Regions from separate parts of the Mus musculus genome. Here region 2 is linked to region 1. A link is a contact called in public promoter capture Hi-C data. All regions are on one chromosome and are shown on one strand. Each heading gives the region's core, a stretch centred on a gene start, on an enhancer-like site or on the middle of the called end of the contact. The rest is flanking DNA. Distances are from core to core; before and after follow the strand shown. Region 1 holds the start of Parva (parvin, alpha). Region 2 holds the start of Parvaos (parvin, alpha, opposite strand).

The links. Capture Hi-C pulls out chosen DNA fragments and counts their contacts.
Region 2: a contact with region 1 is called in a promoter capture Hi-C map of adipose tissue. The contact joins the promoter of Parvaos here to the promoter of Parva in region 1. A contact is called at or near these places in 2 of 39 promoter capture datasets (liver and second pharyngeal arch cranial neural crest), 4 of 484 Hi-C or Micro-C datasets (liver, uterus and ventricular fibroblasts), 4 of 115 datasets of contacts at active chromatin or transcription factors (cardiomyocytes, fibro-adipogenic progenitors, heart atrium and 1 more) and 1 of 9 other capture datasets (adipose tissue).

Annotation. Positions count from the first base shown.
Region 1 is chr7:112,424,784-112,430,594 of GRCm38.p6, reverse strand. It overlaps Parva (parvin, alpha), which reads right to left and starts at 2,889. Exons shown (of 13, transcript NM_020606.5): 1 at 2,495-2,889. The coding sequence starts at 2,630.
Region 2 is chr7:112,532,449-112,538,259 of GRCm38.p6, reverse strand. It overlaps Parvaos (parvin, alpha, opposite strand), which reads left to right and starts at 2,577. Exons shown (of 5, transcript NR_154467.1): 1 at 2,577-3,352; 2 at 3,428-3,512; 3 at 3,666-3,779. All of the region lies in intron 1 of Parva (parvin, alpha), which reads right to left.

The DNA.
Region 1 (5,811 bases), core at 1,640-4,139:
ACTCTCATTAATATGGGTGGCCTATTTGCTCTTATTAAAAGGAAAGGGGGAGATGTTGGGAGCCGCGCCCACATTCGCCGTTACAAGATGGCGCTGACAGCTGTGTTCTAAGTGGTAAACAAATAATCTGCGCATATGCCGAGGGTGGTTCTCCACTCCATGTGCTCTGCCTTCCCCGTGACGTCAACTCGGCCGATGGGCTGCAGCCAATCAGGGAGTGACACGTCCTAGGCGAAATATAACTCTCCTAAAAGAGGGACGGGTTTCGTTTTCTCTCTCTCTTGCTTCTTACACTCCTGCTCCTGAAGATGTAAGCAATAAAGTTTTGCCGCAGAAGATTCTGGTTTGTTGCGTCTTTCCTGGCCGGTCGTGAGAACGCGTCTAATAACAGGTCAACGTCACATCAGACTCCAAGAAAGTAGTGGACACACACTGGTAAACTTTGGACCAATAAAAACGTTTCTCAAAGGTGCTAGCAGTGGGATGGGCACTGCAGGCCAGTTATGAGCTTCAGTAATTCTAAACTGCCATCTGTCAGATGGATGAGCCCATACCAGAAACACAAGCTAGAAAAAGGACTTCCAAGCTAGGATCTCATGATCATTTGCCCACACTACAACAATTAATGGTTTACCAGCACACCTGCCCACTATTTTTGCGTCTGTGGTATCAGAGACCTATGGCCAACTGTGGTTGCAAAATACTGAATGAAAAAAATTTCAGAAATAATTCCTAAGTTGCACACCATTCTGATTAGCATGATGAGATTTTGCTTCACTCCAAACCTTCCTTCATTCCTGGGATAGGAATCCTATGGATACACATTGTATACGCAGCCTTGGTAACTTAGTAGCCATCTTTGTTATTGGCTCAAGTATCAGCCTGACTGTCTCAGCACTGCAATGCCTGTAATACTAAGTACTATCTGTTGTTATTATTACCATTATTGTGTGTGCATGATGCATGTATGTGGGTATTCTGGCACAGGTCAGAGGTCAACTTTGTGGAGTCAGCTCTTTTCTTCTACCTTACATAGGATCTAAATCCCCAGTCTGGAGTGGCACGTGCCTTTACCCACTTAGCCATCTCAGCCATGTTAACCTCTTACTGTGCCTAACATACAGGTTAAACTTTACCATATACATGTCCAGGGAAAAGCACACTATATCAGGCTCAGAAGAGCTCATAGTATTGGCCATTCGATGAGCATCCTGGAGTCATTCTGTTAGAAATAAGGGGGGACTAGGTACAACAACCACTTGGGGGTGAGGTGATTTTTAGATTCATGCCACAATCTAGACAACAGACACTTAGCTCATGCACTGAGTTTGCTAATTAAACACCAAAGTGCTTTCCATACTTCAGGAGACTAAGAACATGAGACATTTCCTAGTTCATCACCTCAGACCTACTAAAGTAAACTCCTGAAATGATCTGGAGACTTGGGCTAGAAACACCGTGTCGGTAAAACACTTGCTTAACATCAGAGTCCCTAAGATCAACCCCCAGTACCACAGAAAAGAACAATCAATTAACACCAAGCTGGGCAGGCCTGTAATCCCAAATACTTTGGAAGCCGAGGCAGGAGGACCACAAAGTTCTGCCTGGGCTACACAAGACTAAGCACAAGGCTAAAGAGTCTCAAAAGAGAAAGAATAAGACCGCGGTGCTCACGCAGTAGACCTAAGGCCCTCTAAATCCAATCCCAGCCATGCCAAAGAGGAAAACATTTTAAACCCCTTTTTATTCACACACCTATCGCCACATTGATTTTTAGAATCATCACTGCATTTCCTACGCCCAAATGTGAGTTGTAAATTCTGCCTACGGGGGAAAAAGTACTTTCCACAGAAACTATTCTGGAAACAAAAAATGAGATTGCTGCAATTCACTGTGGTGGGAAAAAGAAATCTTTTCTTTTTCTTTAAATAAAACTTGGAATGGAATGTCCAGGTTCACAGCAGGGTCACAGTCCTTAGGTGTAGTGAGTTTATCTCACCATTCCTCAATCCCCCCCCCCCCAACTTCGGCACGTTCTTCTCTCAGTCAGTCAACTAACATTTTATACAGATCATCAAAGTCCACACAAGTCCAGGGAGCCCGCGAGAGATCCAAGGAGGCCATTGCAGCTGCAGCAAAAGACCTGAAGGCGCCCAGGAAACGACGGCGCAACAGACCAATGAAGGCTGAGAGCGGGGAATGACGGCGCCCGAGAAAACTTTCCAGCAGAAACTTGGCAAATGCCAGTCCTCGGGCGCGCAGAGGGCGGGGACAGCGGCCTAGGGGAGAGCACAGGGGACCGGCTGGGCCTGGGCTCTGGGACAACAGCCACCCAAAGCCTGGGCTCCGCCTGTGGACCAGAGATGACACCGACCCGGTTAGGGCTTTGGAGGCGACATGGGGACACTGAGAGGCGCGCCCAGGCACTGCCAGGGGGGTCTCCCACTTCCAGGCTCCCGATCCCTGCAGCGCCCACGGCCTCGGCTGTTCCTACCTTCTTTGGCTTTCTTCCTCCGGGCCAGCGTCCCTCCGAGTTTCCCCAAGAACGAGTCATCCTTCTTGCGGGACGGAGGCGACTTGGGAGTGGGTGATTTGGGGACCAAGGGCGACTTCTGTGGGGATGTGGCCATGGCGGCTGGACGCGGAGCTGGAGCTGGGCGGCCGCGGCGGGCGGCGGCGGGACTGAGGCTGCGGCTTTCCAAACGGAAGCGGAATTATTCCAGGCATTTGAGGCAGCTCGCTCGCCTTTCCCGTCCCTCGCTCCCTCCCTCGCGCCGCCCTCCGCCCTGCGAGGAGCTGCTGCGCCTGGGGCCCCCGTGCCCAGGGCTGCCCTGGCTACGAGGATGCCCTGGCTTGCCGCTTGCTGGGGGCTATAGACGCAGGGGCAAGTGCATGCTAGGGGGACGTGAGGTCTTATCTGGAGCTTGGAAGCCTTCACTTCTCTGCTTTGCATACACACACACACACACACACACACACACACACACACACACACACGCGTCAGAATCCGCAGGGAATCAGCCCTGTGACCCTATTTCCCAGCTGCTGCGGTCTCTTGCTCTACCTCCTGCATGGATGGGTTCCTATACTGTTAGTACTTTTGTCTCACAAAGAAGTCAAGGATCTAAAATGGGCTCTGGTCCCAACAGACTTCCCGTTCAACTTCTGCATGAATCTGCGGACTTCCACCTTCTCCTGTCCACACTCAAACAAAGCTGGAAGTCCACGACGGCAGACGCTCATCTATCTAGCCAAGAGCAATAGAATTAGTTCCAGACTCTCTTGACCTGACGCTGGAGTCACACCAGGCAGTTTTAAAGATTCATGCTGGAGATGTTTAGGAGTCCTGCGTACTTTTACTGTGCTTCTTCGTCCTAAGTTGTGGCTTGACCATCTCTTTCCCATTCTTTCAGGATACCTTGGTCATACACCAGCGGGAAGAGTTACATAACTGTTTCCACAGCTCTTTCCGTGATGGGGCATAAACAAATATCTATGTCTCCTTCCCAGAGCACCACCACCAAATTACCTTTTCCCTGAAATCAAGCTTGGGATCCAATGAGTTTATCAGACTTACAGAGCCTGGGGAAGGAGTCACCTACAGGAATGTGGGCGGGCCCCAAAGCAGCTGCACTACTGCAAATTTCTACCCCAGGGCGGATGACTTCCCCTAACTGTCTAAATGGAATCCCCTTCAGCTAATCTTCAACAGACTACTACTCTAACACCTCCAGTGACCACGTGGAATTAGGACAGAATGACCTAGTAGGGTTACAAGAGGGAGTGGCCAGAATTGAGATGAAAATTCAGTGACTGTCCCTGCTCCATCCTTCTATAAGGGAACATCAATAAACAGGGTCGGTCTCTAGGTCAGGAGTCGAGTGGGAAGGGAGGTCGCAAGTTCTCACATCTGCTTAGATGAAGATGGTGGCTGTCTTGCTCTGAGGAGGGCTTTCCACATGTACACTACACACACTGATGGAATCTGACTGAACCTCTGACTCAGAGGGAGCAAGATTTTGAACTGAGCTGGAGAAATCGGTCCAGCAGTTGGGCACTAGGTTGTGATCTAGTGCCCAGCTAGGCAGCAGTGTCTGTTCTCAGCCAGAGGCACGTGTTGATGAGTGACATGCATGTTGGTGATGAGAATGTGTGTCTTAACTTCCTTCCTATTGTTCTGATAAATCCCAGAACCGGAAGCAACCTAGAGAGGAGAGGGTTTATTTTACCTGTAAGGTAGCAGTCCATCACGGAGGGAAGTCAAGGCAGGAGTCTGGAGGCAGAAATCGGAAGCAGAGACCATGGAGAAATACTGCTTACTGCCTTGCCTCTCCTGGATTCCTCAGTTTGCTTTATTATACAACACAGGACCACCTGCCCAGGGGTGGCACCATGCATAGTGAGCTGGGCCCTTCCATAGCAATCATTAATCAAGAAGATGCCTCTCGGACTTGCCAATAGGCCAAGCTGATAGGGGGCATTTCTCAATTGTGGTCTCTTCTTCTCAGATGTCTCTAGCTTGTGCCTGGTAGACCAAAACTAAGCAACATAAAATACACTAGGAGGGACATGGGGATATAGGGCAGTATCTGGTGTGTGTGTGTGTTATGTGTCACGTGTGACACTCCAGGCATCCAGAAATGAATAAAGACATTTTCTCAAGAGGCCATGTGGGTCAGAGGTGCTTTGACACATCCATAATGCCAGCACTTGGAAGTGAAGACAGAAGGGGTTTAATGTCATAGTCAGCTATATACCTAGTGAGACTGTCTCAAAACAAGACCACATGATGGTCTCGACATGGAGAACTCATGAAATCTTGTATCCCTTTCCATTCCCACATGAAGTTCCTGCTAGGTCTGCTGTGCTTCCATTTGAGGAGTTACTGCTCCTACAGCCTTCTGGGAACTGTCTACCACTGTGTGGTCTAACCCATATGTGACAAGCAAAGTCTAACCAACATGATGACCCATGGGTCCCACTCAGAGCATGAGTTCACTTATGTCTGCTCAAGAGTTGCCATTTCACCTTTTCAAAACACAGCAATTTTCCTGGTGCCTCTTACCAAACAGAAGAGATCTTGTAGGGCTGAAGGGGTGGCTCAGTGGTTAAGAGCACTGACTGCTCTTCCAGAGTTCCTGAGTTCAATTCCCAGCAACCACATGGTGGCTCATAACCATCTATAATGGGATCCCATGCCCTTTTCTGAAGACAACTACAGTGTACTCATATACATTAAAAAATGAAATAAATGAATAAATATTCTTTTAAAAAAGAAGAGATGTTGTGTCTACTAACCTGGAATGATTTACACACACACACACACACACACACACACACACACACACACACACAGAGGCACAGGCACACACGCACACCCTCAAGAGATAGTGAGGCCACCGTGAAGTTGTGTTTTGATTATATCACTAACCCTTCTTGTCAAGGATCTCAGATATAAGAAGACATTTTCCAAAACTGCAGCACTATAAGCTCTGATTTTAGCATCAAGTCCATACAGTTCAAAAGCCTCTGACCCTCCATTTCTTTTCTTTTTTTTTCTTTTTTTGGGGGGGGGGTTCTTTTCTCTTTTTTGTTTTTTTTGTTTTGTTTTGTTTTGTTTTTGTTTTGTTTTTTGTTTGTTTGTTTGTTTTGTTTTGTTTTTCTGAGACAGGGTTTCTCTGTGTAGCCCTGGCTGTCCTGGAACTCACTCTGTAGATCAGGCTGGCCTCGAACTCAGAAATCTACCTGCCTCTGCCTCCCAAGTGCTGGGATTAAAGGCATGCGCCACCACTGCCCGGCTTCTGACTCTCC
Region 2 (5,811 bases), core at 1,328-3,827, 110 kb before region 1:
CTCAGAAAATTGGACATAGTACTACCAGAGGATCCAGCAATACCTCTCCTGGGCATATATCCAGAAGATGCCCCAACGGGTAAGAAGGACACATGCTCCACTATGTTCATAGTAGCCTTATTTATAATAGCCAGAAGCTGGAAAGAACCCAGATGCCCCTCAACAGAGGAATGGATACAGAAAATGTGGTACATCTACACAATGGAGTACTACTCAGCTATTAAAAAGAATGAATTTATGAAATTCCTAGCCAAATGGATGGACCTGGAGGGCATCATCCTGAGTGAGGTAACACATTCACAAAGAAACTCACACAATATGTACTCACTGATAAGTGGATATTAGCCCCAAACCTAGGATACCCAAGATATAAGATACAATTTGCTAAACACATGAAACTCAAGAAGAATGAAGACTGAAGTGTGGACACTATGCCCCTCCTTAGAATTGGGAACAAAACACCCATGGAAGGAGTTACAGAGACAAAGTGTGGAGCTGAGATGAAAGGATGGACCATGTAGAGACTGCCATATCCAGGGATCCACCCCATAATCAGCATCCAAACGCTGACACCATTGCATACACTAGCAAGATTTTATTGAAAGGACCCAGATGTAGCTGTCTCTTGTGAGACTATGCCGGGGCCTAGCAAACACAGAAGTGGATGCTCACAGTCAGCTAATGGATGGATCACAGGGCTCCCAACGGAGGAGCTAGAGAAAGTAGCCAAGGAGCTAAAGGGATCTGCAACCCTATAGGTGGAACAACATTATGAACTAACCAGTACCCCGGAGCTCTTGACTCTAGCTGCATATGTATCAAAAGATGGCCTAGTCGGCCATCACTGGAAAGAGAGGCCCACTGGACTTGCAAACTTTATATGCCCTAGTACAGGGGAACACCAGGGCCAAAAAGGGGGAGTGGGTGGGCAGGGGAGTGGGGGTGGGTGGGTATGGGGGACTTTTGGTATAGCATTGGAAATGTAAATGAGCTAAATACCTAATAAAAATTGGAAAAAATAAAATAAAAGAAGGCTCTGAGACCAGACCAGCTGCCCGGAAGAGGTATAGACCAACTGAGGCATTTTACAACCTGTTGAGCGGCCTGCAGGCTGTGCAGTGTGCTTCCGATTTCCAACTTTGTGAGCTGTCACCCACACTGGGGTGGGCTTCAGTAGTACAGCTATCTTTGAGTCACTTCTCGTCCTATAAGTAACCCTTCAGCCATATTCCTGTAGATGGCCCCAATAAAACCCAGTGGTTCGCCAAACTCTGTTTTGGTGATATCTGTACTTTGGTCTGTCATGGGTTTCCTATCTGGGATGAGTAGATGTGGGTATTATGCCTCCCCAGGAAAAGTTTTTCACATAGCAGCAGGCAAAGTGACCTTGAACTTTGGCCTTTACCTCGTGGTGCTGGGATCAGAAGCATGTATAATCAGCTCTGTGGTAATGTGGTGCTAGGAACTGAACCCAGGGCTTTGTGCATGCTAGGAAGCACTCTTCCAACTGAGCCTCACTCTAGCCAGGGGACACTTTGTCCTCTGTTTACTATCAGATTCCCAAAGAGGTCAGATAGCACGTGCTTAGGAACTAGATGCCTAGATTCAAACTCAGGCTCTACCACTTTCTCTGCTATGTGACCTTGGACAAACCCATTAATTTCCTGTGCCTCAGTTTCCTCATCTACATGATGGGAGTAAAAATAATATTGCCAACTTCTTAGATCTCTTGAGAAGATAAAATGAGTTCCTGGTCCCTGGAAAGAACCATGGATATATGAGCTGCTGCTACTATTTAAGATGATACCTCTAATACTCTGTACCTGGCGAGTATGTATTGATTAAGTAACTCAGACTGCAAAGATCACTGTTTAGGGAACAGGCTAGATGCAGATGCAGAATTTACCCAAGGAGTTTTAAAAAGGCCTTCATGTTGTTGGGGTGGGGGTGGGGGTGAGGGTGGGGTCGTGGGAGAGTGTTGGGCCAAGAGTCATTTACCCTTTAGTCTGAACTTTAGCCCGACTCTGCGTGCACTATTGTGCATTTCTGAGATAGAATTTGTAGCGTTTGTTTTGTTCTTTTGAGACAGAGTCTTGCCAGGTAGCCCAGGCTGCTCCCAGATTCACTATGTTGCACATGATGGCCTCAAACCTGCAGCAGTCCTTTTGCCTTGGCTTTCTGGGTGCTGAGATTACAAGATTACACTATTCCTGACCAGTCCGCATTTTGTGAAGGAAGAAAATCCACTTCTGCCCCAAATGTAGCTAGAGCCAGAGAATAAACACAGTGGTCTTAAAATATCTCCATCTGACTAGAAAGATGATATTCCCAGCCGGGACTCTTAAAGGTGGGTCTGAATGAGGTCTCCCCTCCGAGAGCATTGTTCAGAATGTTTGCAGATGAACACAGCTACAGTCAGAACCCCGCCCTCTGGCCTGCCTCTTCAATTCACTCACAGAGACATAACAAGCCCCAGAAGAAAGGCTGAGATATGCTTACAATTGGAAATGGGTGTTTGGAAGAAACCATTGGGCAGGAACCCCATTCCCGTTCCATTAACCGCTGACTCAGAGCCAGTTGTTTGGAAAAGCCAATATGCAAACTGCTCAGTCTGCGCCTGGCCCCCGCCCCACGAGGCCCCATTAGCAGCCACTTTCCCAAAACAGCCCGCCCTGCTTTGGAAGGTTCCTTTCTATTCAACCCGAGCAGGGCCCAGCAGCAGCCTGCTTGCCAGGCCCTGAGCTGGGAAAGACAAAGGGCCGCGATTGAATTTTCTCGGCGGCGCAGAATCTGAAGATGTTGTTTACTCTAGAGAATGGGTTGAAGCTCCCGGCCCGAGGGTGCAGTCTCTAGCTGCTCACCCGCCATTAGTCATAACTTAATAAAAGCCCTAAACGGCTAGCGGAAGAGCCGGCTTCGAAGGCGCAGAGATTGCCTTAGTTCACTCCAAGAAAAGGGGTTTCTTCATCTCATTTTATTTTCTAGAAAATGCCATCTGAAATGAGGTCCACATCCAGCAGAGGCAGGCTTGGGGACTTGAAGAGGTGGATTCGAATCCTGCTCTGGTTTTATTAGCCGGAGGACCTGATGTGGCTTCCTGCAGTTAGAGCTGAAGCCGTTCGTCTGTTTTCCTCCCGTGTTTATCCTTTTGAAAGAACCCCCATTTTCATCTAGGATCCACCTGCCCTCCTGGGTCTAGAGTGAGATCCTGATTGCTTCAAGTCAGTAATGATGCTCCCCACCCTTGCCTCGGGGGCCATATGATACAACTCTAGTCAGAGCTTTGAGTGGAAATAGTTCTAGGAGTTTCTAGGAATAATCTCCCCCCATTTAAGAAAGAGTCCCATGGAAGGTAAGTCTTTTTCCTTTCTTCTCTCCAGCATTGTATTGGGCTTTTATGTATAACTTTGCTATGGTTCTTTTATAGCCAAGAGGTAAGTCTGCCCGAAGAAGCTAACATGCTGAAGTTGTCAAGAAGGAAGGAAAAGAGGGGGAGGACGTTGTTGATACTGGTGAGCTGCTGCCCCGGAAACCACCCCTTACTATGTAAGCTGGAAGAGCAGATGGACCAGGGACAGTCTACCCAGTTAGTGCATGGGGATAAGGATTACGTGGATAGCATAGGTCTGTACTTGATAGTAACTTAATCTCCTCTTTCTCCCCAGAAAGAACAGGATAGCCACAGGACTTGGTGAACCCTAAACTTCTATGCCTGGGAACCCCAAGAACCCCAGGAGAGAAACAAGTATGGAAAAAAGAATGGAAAAAGTTTTCTAAAGGTGAAAGAGGGTTGTGGGTGGAGCTGGGCTGGTGGGTGGGGCTGGGCTGGCACACTTGAAGCCCTGGGTTCCATCTCCAGGGACGGGTGCACACAGCAACTCCAGCACTGTGGAGGGGAGGCAAGAGGATCCTAAGTTCAAGTCCATACATAATGAGTTTGAGGCTCCCTGTGCAGGATCCCTAATTATATTCACTCAACTGAGAAGCACCACTGAATGCCTCCTCTAGAGCCTGGAGACATGCCTCACTCGGCTCCCAGGAGTGGAGAAGACAGGCCCAGGGGAACCATGGGACTAGTGTGTTCCACTCTAGGTGCCAGATGGGAACCGGAGGAACTTGTGTGGAATGAGGCTGATTTTGAAGCTGAACACAGGGAAGTGGAAGGGTTCCTAGCAAAAGGGACATTTGAATAGGACTTTGAAACGCCTACATTGTCATTACCCCAAAGCACTTATGTGTGAAAATAGGGAGGTTTGGGGAAACAGGGTAGGGGGTGAGACAGTAGTGATGATGTCTGAACATTAGGACATACTCAAGGAAGAGAAACAAGGGAGTGGCAGAGATGTGGATGGGCCAGAGTGTTAGGGCCTTGGGCTTAGTCATAGAGAAAGAAAGAGCAGAACGCCTCCAATGGAGGAGACAGAGGGAGTGTCACTAGGCTGCAGGGAGTGCCATTATCACTGCACAAGCTGACCGTCCTCCCACATACTGGAAAGAACAACTGGAATTTTAAACTAAATGTAGTGCCATTCCAGTAGCATAAATGTAACACTTGGGAGAAACCAAACTAAATATGCAGAGGATCAAGATGTGGGCAATATAAATCTCTCAGTCACAGCCATAGGGAGCTGTTTCCTTGTCACTGACAGACTGATCCTGAGGCTCACATGCAAAGGCAGTACAGAGACTGGCTATAGACTTCAAGACACCAGTAAAGTTATCGTAGTCAAAACAGGATGCCATTGATAACAGCTTAATGACACGGAACAGAGAACCCAGAAACAGACCCAAACATCATCCCATGGATCCCTGGCTAACCTTGAACTTATATAGTTGAGGGTGGTCTTGAACTCCTGATCCTCCTGCCTCCACCTTCTAAATCCTGGTCTTATAGGTGTGTTTAATTATACTTGACTTATGTAGTGCTGGGGATGGAATGCAGGGTTTTGCGCATGCTAAGCCAGCACTCTTCACACTGAACTCCATCCGAGCAACCTCAGTTCATCTCTTAAAGGCACAAAGGCAAATCTACACAGAACGCACAGTCTTTTAAACAAAGGACCCTAAAGGGACTGAACGTCTGGAAGCAGAAATATCAATGAAGACAAAGATTATAAACCTTTTCCCAAACTTGAAATAACTGCAGACCTAAATCTAAAGTATAACACCTTAGCCTTCCTGCCCCCCTCAAAAGAGGATAGCACGCTGACATTGGGTACGGCAATGAACTTTTAAGATAGAAACAGTAAAAGGAAAATCTATGAAAGAAATCTGTTGAACCTTATTAAAACATCTACTCTCAGCAACACAGCTAAAGCATGGGAAGGGGCTAGAGAGATGAGTCAGTGGATACAGTGGTTGTTGTACAAGCCTGAGGACCTGAGATTGAATCCCCAGCATCTACACAGAGTTGGGCATGGTAAGACTCATCTGTAATTCAGTGTTCCTATGGGGAGATTCTACGTAGAGATGGGGAGTTCCCAAAAGCTCGTGAGGGGCTAGCCTGGCATACACAGTGACAAAATGACAAACAGATCCCGTGTCAAACAAGGTACAAAGTGAGGACTGACACCAGAGGTTGCCCTGCAAACACACATGAATGCACATACATGGGTATGAACTTATACATACATATACATATGAACTTATAACATATATACACATACATACACATATGCACAAACACACATGAGAATGGATAAGTCACAGTTGAAACAATTTGAACAAAAAAATTATATTGGATTATAAGCAAAGGCATAAAATAAATATCTAGGCATCCTTCTGATATAAACAACTGAATACATTAACAGA